Linked DNA regions of Danio rerio: region 2 is linked to region 1. A link is a contact called in public HiCAR-type data. All regions are on one chromosome and are shown on one strand. The core of a region is the stretch at or near the end of the contact, and the rest is flanking DNA. Distances in the headings are between cores, read along the strand shown.

Region 1 (3,646 bases), core at 233-2,732:
CAGGTGCTGCTCAGAAATTGTTCTCTTTGCTCAGCATCAGGTGCACGGCAGCAAGAAGTTTGGCGATTAAATAGCCATATTATTAATAATTAATGTTATTTTAAGCTTAGTTCCTTTATATTATTATTGTTACTTGAAAGCAATCAGTTTCTGCAGATTTTGTGTCATACGAACATTTAGATCCTACAGCCTGAATACAGAAGTGAAAGCATACCACATCGTTAAGAATGAATTTTTCCTGTGCCTGAACAACATTGGTGGTGGATAGACCATTACCATTACTTGCCCGAAAATGTAGTCAAAGTAGTAAAAGTATCTGTTGTAAATATTACTCAAAGTACGAGTAAAAAGTTGCCATTATAAAAGTACTCAAGAATAGTGAGTACACTGTGAAATGCTATTGAGGTTACATTTGATTCGTGCATGTGAGTATAAACGTAACATTCTGTAGTGCATTTAGTGATTAAGACTATTTGCTGGTTTCAGTCATCATACAGTAAGCATCCGCCACCATCCTCTCATCAGTGACATGCAGTCTAAACGGTCCCTGGATCATTGTGTGTGAAGATTTTAGATATAAAGTGGTTTGCTGCATTTATAAGCACCCTTGTCTTGAGGTTGTTTAGTATGATGCAATTTACTGTCCATGTGTGATTTGATTGGACAGGAATAACAGAACTGATTTTTCCACTCAGCCAATCTCCATAGACAAGAAAAAATAAAGTTATGACTGCAGTTTGAGGGAAAATAGTGGAGTAAAAAAACATACAGCACTCAAGCTTAAGTGCACATTTTTAAAACTACTTAGAAAATTACAATTGCTGGGAAAAAGTACTGAATTACAGTAATTTGAGTATTTTGTTACTTTACACCAATGAACAGAAACGGTCAGAAGACCTGCAAGTCAACAGTGATGTTCTGCATGGTCACCGCATCATCTCGGTATCTGATTATGGATAAACAGCCCCCCCTAGAGGGTGATACGTGATATAAAGAAAACGACTTAACAGAAACTACTGACCAGTCTTTGGCATTGACTCAGACATCTGTGCGTTTACAGAGAAAATTGAATTGAATCGTCAGTGTAAAAAGTTTAAAAAATAATATAGTAAATCTCATTTTTAAATAAATCCACTGAAAGTATATGCAAAATATGTGCATCAACATCTCTCTAAAAATGAATTTCTTTATTAGAGAAATGCGTCATTTGTTACCAAGTCGTTTGCTTTGGCGAGTTTGCACAAACAATTTTAGCAAAATGGTTATCCAAGAATCTACACTGAATCCAAGCTAAACAGAACAACATACGGAAAATACGGTACTCAGAGTCGCTACAAAGACAATATAGGCTAGGTGTTTTTCCATCTACTGAACAATGAATTCTTACTGAATAACATTGGAGAAACGAAACCATTGTGCTTTGCAGGAAATGAAACTTACTGATCCATACGCGCTCCTCCTAGCATTCACTTTACCGGTAAAGCAAGCCGAGCATCATTAGTTCAGACAGTCGGGTAATCTGAAACTTTGTTGTGAAAAGGATTCGTCTTTGGACATTATTAAGGATGGAGAAGTTGAGTTACACGTTCAGTCAGCAATATGAGGAGAAAATTCGCCCTTGTATCGACACTATCGATAATTTACGGTCTCTGGGAGTCGAAAAGGACCTCGCGTTGCCTGCCATCGCCGTCATAGGAGACCAAAGCTCGGGAAAGAGTTCGGTTCTGGAAGCGCTGTCAGGAGTTCCGTTACCCAGGGGCAGTGGTGAGAACAACACATTAAAAACAAGACATATATATATATATATATATATATATATATATATATATATATATATATATATATATATATATATATATATATATATATATATATATATATATATATGTCTTGTTGTTACAGACTATAATTGTTTGGCATTTGAGTATGTACTTCATAGTAAAATCACGGAGAGGCCGCTAAGGTCTAAGAATGCAGGATGACTTATTCATATAAAGCGGTTACAAGCTCTGTGATGACAAGACAACGTTGACAATCAGTGGCCCTACACATATCCATTAGGGATTTAATTTGGCAACTAAAGTATTGCTTTTATGACATTATCTGTAACTGTTACCAAAACATGACTGCATTTTTTATCATTTGTTATAAGCCCTACAAGTTTACCTACCTTTTTGCAATAGTTTAATAATTCTAGTTTAAAACTACTTGCAATAGTATCTGAATGGATATGCATATGCAAGTTGAGACAAGCAGACAAATTGCTCTCAATGGAGCTACTGACGTCACTGTTATGGGGTAGGGTTAGGGTTAAAAAGAATTGCATGCAGCTCAGCCTGCAGCTACATCCGGTCTGCATTTGTGACATCACTGTACAGTCTAGGTTAAATGTATAGTTAACCTAGAAGTAGGCATGGGACGATACCTGTTTTCAAGGTATACCGCGGTTCGGAAAAGTCAATGTTCTAAAACATTTTTATTTAAGTTTTAGGACAACAGTATCTCCAGCAGAAACAAATATCCAAAGATGCCATCTTAAATTGTAAAAAGAAAAAAAAGAAATCTGTGTTTTTGAAACAAATAAAGATAGCAGAAGTCAATAATTGATTTGCGTTTTTTAGCCTGACATGTTTACTACTACAAAATATTTGAAATGTATCCCAAAATAAAATGTGTTCAAAAGGGGAAAATGTTTTAGTTTTTTACCCAGACACATTTAAAATGAATAGATTTTAGAGCAGTAATCACAATACCACAGAAATTTTTATCCAAGGTTATCAAATCTTCAGAATCTTATACCAGCTCATGCCTACCTAGAGTAAAAATTCAGTTTCATTTACTCACCCTTGACTTGTTTCAAACCTGTTTGAGTTTCTTTCCAATGTTGAACACAAAGGAAACACTGAAGGGTGTTGGAAAAAAACAGCCATTGATTTCTAGTTATTTTTCTCTAATTATGAATGTCAACCATTCACCCCACCCCCCCACCCACCCCCAACCCCACCCCAAGCATCAATCAGATTATCTGGTTTTGTGTTCAACAGAAGAAAAAAACCTGTTTAGAATTATTTGACTGAGTAAATGGTCAACAAATTAAAATTTTTGGGTAAACCCTTAAAGACACACCATGAAACAAGTACTAAAAACCACCCTTTCATGTTTGCACAGGGATTGTTACACGGTGCCCTCTCGAGCTCAAGATGATAAGAACTAAAGACCAAGATAAGTGGCATGGGAGAATCAGTTACAAAACCTATGAGGAGGACTTCGATGACCCAGCGGAAGTGGAGAAAAAGATCCGCCAAGGTAAAAATGCTTTAAATGCAAACTAGGACTTTTAGTTTGTTAATATCTTATTTCCTATTGTGTTTGCAGCCCAGGATGAGATGGCTGGAGCAGGTGTTGGTATCAGTGAAGAACTCATCAGTCTGCAGATCACCTCTGCCAATGTTCCTGACCTCACTCTCATTGACCTCCCTGGCATTGCGCGAGTGGCTGTCAAGGGTCAACCTGAGAACATTGGAGATCAGGTAAAGATTTACTAACCTAAATTCATTCAAAAATTTTGTTGGAAAGATTGTTGTGAGACATTTTGTGTTTTGAAAGAAATGTAATAGATGTCCATGACATAATCATGGCTAAAACA
Region 2 (3,529 bases), core at 477-2,976, 94 kb before region 1:
AGCAAAGATATTAACAATGCTTTCAGAAATGGAAAGTATTAAAGTTAACTACAGGCTAAATATTAGCAATAGATCGCAACTTTTCCTACTGTATTATCAACGTAAAAGTTTGCTTTATTATTATGGTTTGCGAAAACGAACCATGGCTTTGTTGTAGTAACCGTTTTTGTCGTATTTATTAATATTTTCATACAAAACACCATGGCTAAACTATGAATAAAGTTAGTGGTGCATAGTAAAGCCCCAGATTTAACTGCAATAACTCATTTTTATGATAACCCTATTTTTAACACAGCATTTTTAGTCAATCTCTGGTTATACAAAAGGTATAATAAATTTTCATGGTTACTATACTTTTACTAAACAAACATTTGGTTATTCTTTCTTAAAGGGAGGTAAATGGAACGTTATTGAACATCTTAAATTAGTTATTAAAAAAAAAAAAAAAAACACTGTCAGGCCCATAGCCGGCATTTGAAAGACTTTGCCCCTATATGAGCTCATTTGTTCCATTTTTGACAGTATGCCATCATAAATTGTGAAAATAACCAATATCATAAGGCTGTAAGAAGAATAACCAATAAAAGAAGGCTTATATTATTTAAATGGACAAGTTCTGACAGAGGAAATGAGCTGGCCAGTTTGTTATTTGACTATATTTAGGTTGCAGTTTTTAATTTAAAACATGTTTTATTTTTTTATGATTGAAGATAATAAATTAGCATTTAAAAATAAATATTTTTTTTCATATTTCTGAAATTCTAATCTGATTACATTTATGAAATTGTAACATCTTGTAAATAAAAGTTTTGTAAGCAAAATAAATAGTATGATAAACACTTGTAGAAAGTATTTTTGTAGCATAAAAAAGTGTGATGATAACCATCCGACAAACTAATCCAGCACAAATTAATGTTGTAAATGCTAAAACGCAGAATATTGACTTCGAATATCTGCAAAAAGGTCCAACCCTTTTAAAAAGGCTGGCTACGGGCCAGCCATAGAATACAAACCTTATAGATCTACTAACAGTTGTTGAAGGGACGATTTGCTAAAATACTGTAGCCTAATATTTGTTTATTAAGTTCTCGGATGCCCTCTAGTGTGTCACTATGCTGTCTCCTGTTTAAAATAAAACACTGTATTTAGACCTTTGCTGCTCAGGTAAACTTGGTGCTCATGTAGTAGTAGTCTGTTTAATGTAGCCGTACTATTTCCAGACTCCTGTTACGATTCGACTAGATGTCAATCATTTGCCGTCATCCAATCGTGAGTAAGGTGGGCGGGATCTAAAGCCAACACTGGGGTTGTCCTAAGAAGTCTCCGAGCACGTCTTGAGGGCACTCCAAGACTGGCAGAGTTGAATGCAAAGACGAAGAACAGGAGAAGCACTGATCCTGCCTTTAGATTAGACCTCAACATCCGAGTTTCAGAGCGACGCTGCCATTCCGCGGAGCCTGCGCTTTTTAACTGTTTACATATGAAGGATGCGTGTTGAGACATATTAATGCCAAAAGAACCTGTTTACATGGATTATCACCCGTTGTCCGGCTGTTGTGTTAAATTGACTTTATAGATTGCCAGTTGCGAAGGAGCTCTTATTTTATGATTACGTTTTATCCTGCAGATGAGAGCGACTAACAGCATCGGATTGTGCTCGTTTTAGTGCCTGCGGAGCTCTCACTTCTAATCAGATTCGGACTGCTGAACTGTTTCTCCATCGCAATGGATGCGACTGTCTGGAGTTATATATTTGGTCTCTTCGTGTTCGCTTGTCGGGTAAAACTGACTCGATCAACAGTTTTAGAATCAATATATTGGAATACTTCCAACACCAAGTAAGTACACTCAAAGGAGTAAACCGAAAACGGAGAATTTTGACATTATTTCTTCAACACCAATGTTACTCAGTACTGTTTTTTTACTTGCTACACTTTAAAAATATATTGTGTATGTTTTACTTGAAAAATTGAGGCAACTATTTCCATCAGCCTGTTCAGTATTTCAAACTCATTTTAGCTTGTTCTATAGACTGCCACTTTCAAGTAACATCAACTTAATTTGATCAACTTGTAGTTTTCAGTTCGTCAAACCTGTTTTAAGTAAAAAATTACGTATCCTAATAATCCACACAATATTTTAAGTTACAATTATTCAGTGAAACTTGTGTTTTAATGCTAACATTGTTGTACCTATATTAAGTTTCTTAAATTCTTCAAAAACAAACTTTTGTACAAACATTAATCTTGATTTTTCTACAAGCATCAAACAGTTAACACAAAAAGAATGCATTTATTTTATTCAAACACTCTAAAAGTATTACAGTATTAGTATCTAACACTAGTTTCTATGCAAATATTTAAAGCGTTCAAATGCAAAAACCTCTAATGAACATTTTTCTCAGCCTCCTTTGTTTATGTTGAGTTATTTCACTTTATAGACCATGAAAATGACTTATCCTTTGCTGTAAAAGTGAAATTTCTGAACCTGCACACAGGAGCCTGATAATAATGCTAAATTTTTAAAGAAATTTTCTTTTTCTTTTAAACTATAACTATTAAACCGGTCAGTTTCTTCACAAGATACTGTTTCATTAATGCCCCAATAGAGACACGTAACTTAATGAAAATAATAATAATAATAATAATAATATAGGAATCTTTACTAATGCTTGTTTTTGACAGATGTGTGTAATCCAGCTGTTGCTAGTCGCAGTATCTTTTTTCTTGTCATATGCTTTAACGACTTTAAATGGCTAAATTATAATAATTCAAATATTTTTTACCATTAAATTGTAGCTGGTACATCACACTGCTGTTAAAAAGATTCTAAGACTCAACAGGGATAGAACTGAGAAATAATTCAAATGTACGGAAATAAGTTCCCACTTAATCAGAGTGATGAAAAATTAAATTGCGCTCACTCTCAAGTGGTTCCAAAGCTTCACGAGTTTCTTTATTCCTGTTGAGCGCTAAAGGAGGAATTTTGAAGAATGCAGGAAACCTGTAACCACTGACTTCCAGAGTATTTGTTTTTTTGTTCTACTATGGAAGTCAATGGGTACAGGTTTCCAGCATTTTCCCGAATAACTTGTTTTGTTTTAGAAGAAACTCAATCAAGTGAAGGGGGATAAAATGATGACATATTTGTCAGTTTTGGGAGAACTTTCCATTTAACATCTTAACCAAACAACCCTGTATAAGTTAATATTCATTAATATATCTATTGAAGCTTCAAATAATGTCAATTGATAGAAAAGATCTCTGAAATACCCCTCAAGATTAGCAAAAACCAATAATACCTTACTTGTGCGTTCTTATCGTGTAGCAAAGACCAACAGAATACTGTTGATTTTAAAAGTATATTTGCTTTTTCCTTTATTTTGTTGATGCTTGCATTGATTTTTAATACCAAGCCATAGTCATCTAAACACAATTCAGCCCTCTAAATATATTCATAATCCGTAGCATCTTGTTGGAGGACCACCCACCTTTTCAGACAGCAGGGAATTAGTTCCAATGATGCTTTA

Evidence for each region. HiCAR-type assays count read pairs that join an accessible place to other places.
Region 2: a HiCAR-type map of caudal fin shows a contact between it and region 1, with 5 times the contacts expected there. The contact joins the promoter of efnb2b here to the promoter of mxa in region 1. A contact is called at or near these places in 3 of 18 Hi-C or Micro-C datasets (caudal fin, embryo and an unstated tissue) and 2 of 4 datasets of contacts at active chromatin or transcription factors (caudal fin and embryo).

The regions. Positions count from the first base shown.
Region 1 is chr1:8,983,279-8,986,924 of GRCz12tu, reverse strand. It overlaps mxa (myxovirus (influenza) resistance A), which reads left to right and starts at 1,482. Exons shown (of 12, transcript NM_182942.4): 1 at 1,482-1,764; 2 at 3,169-3,306; 3 at 3,376-3,530. The coding sequence starts at 1,566. It also overlaps a transcript of mxb not described here.
Region 2 is chr1:9,077,494-9,081,022 of GRCz12tu, reverse strand. It overlaps efnb2b (ephrin-B2b), which reads left to right and starts at 1,726. Exons shown (of 5, transcript NM_131808.1): 1 at 1,726-1,838. The coding sequence starts at 1,726.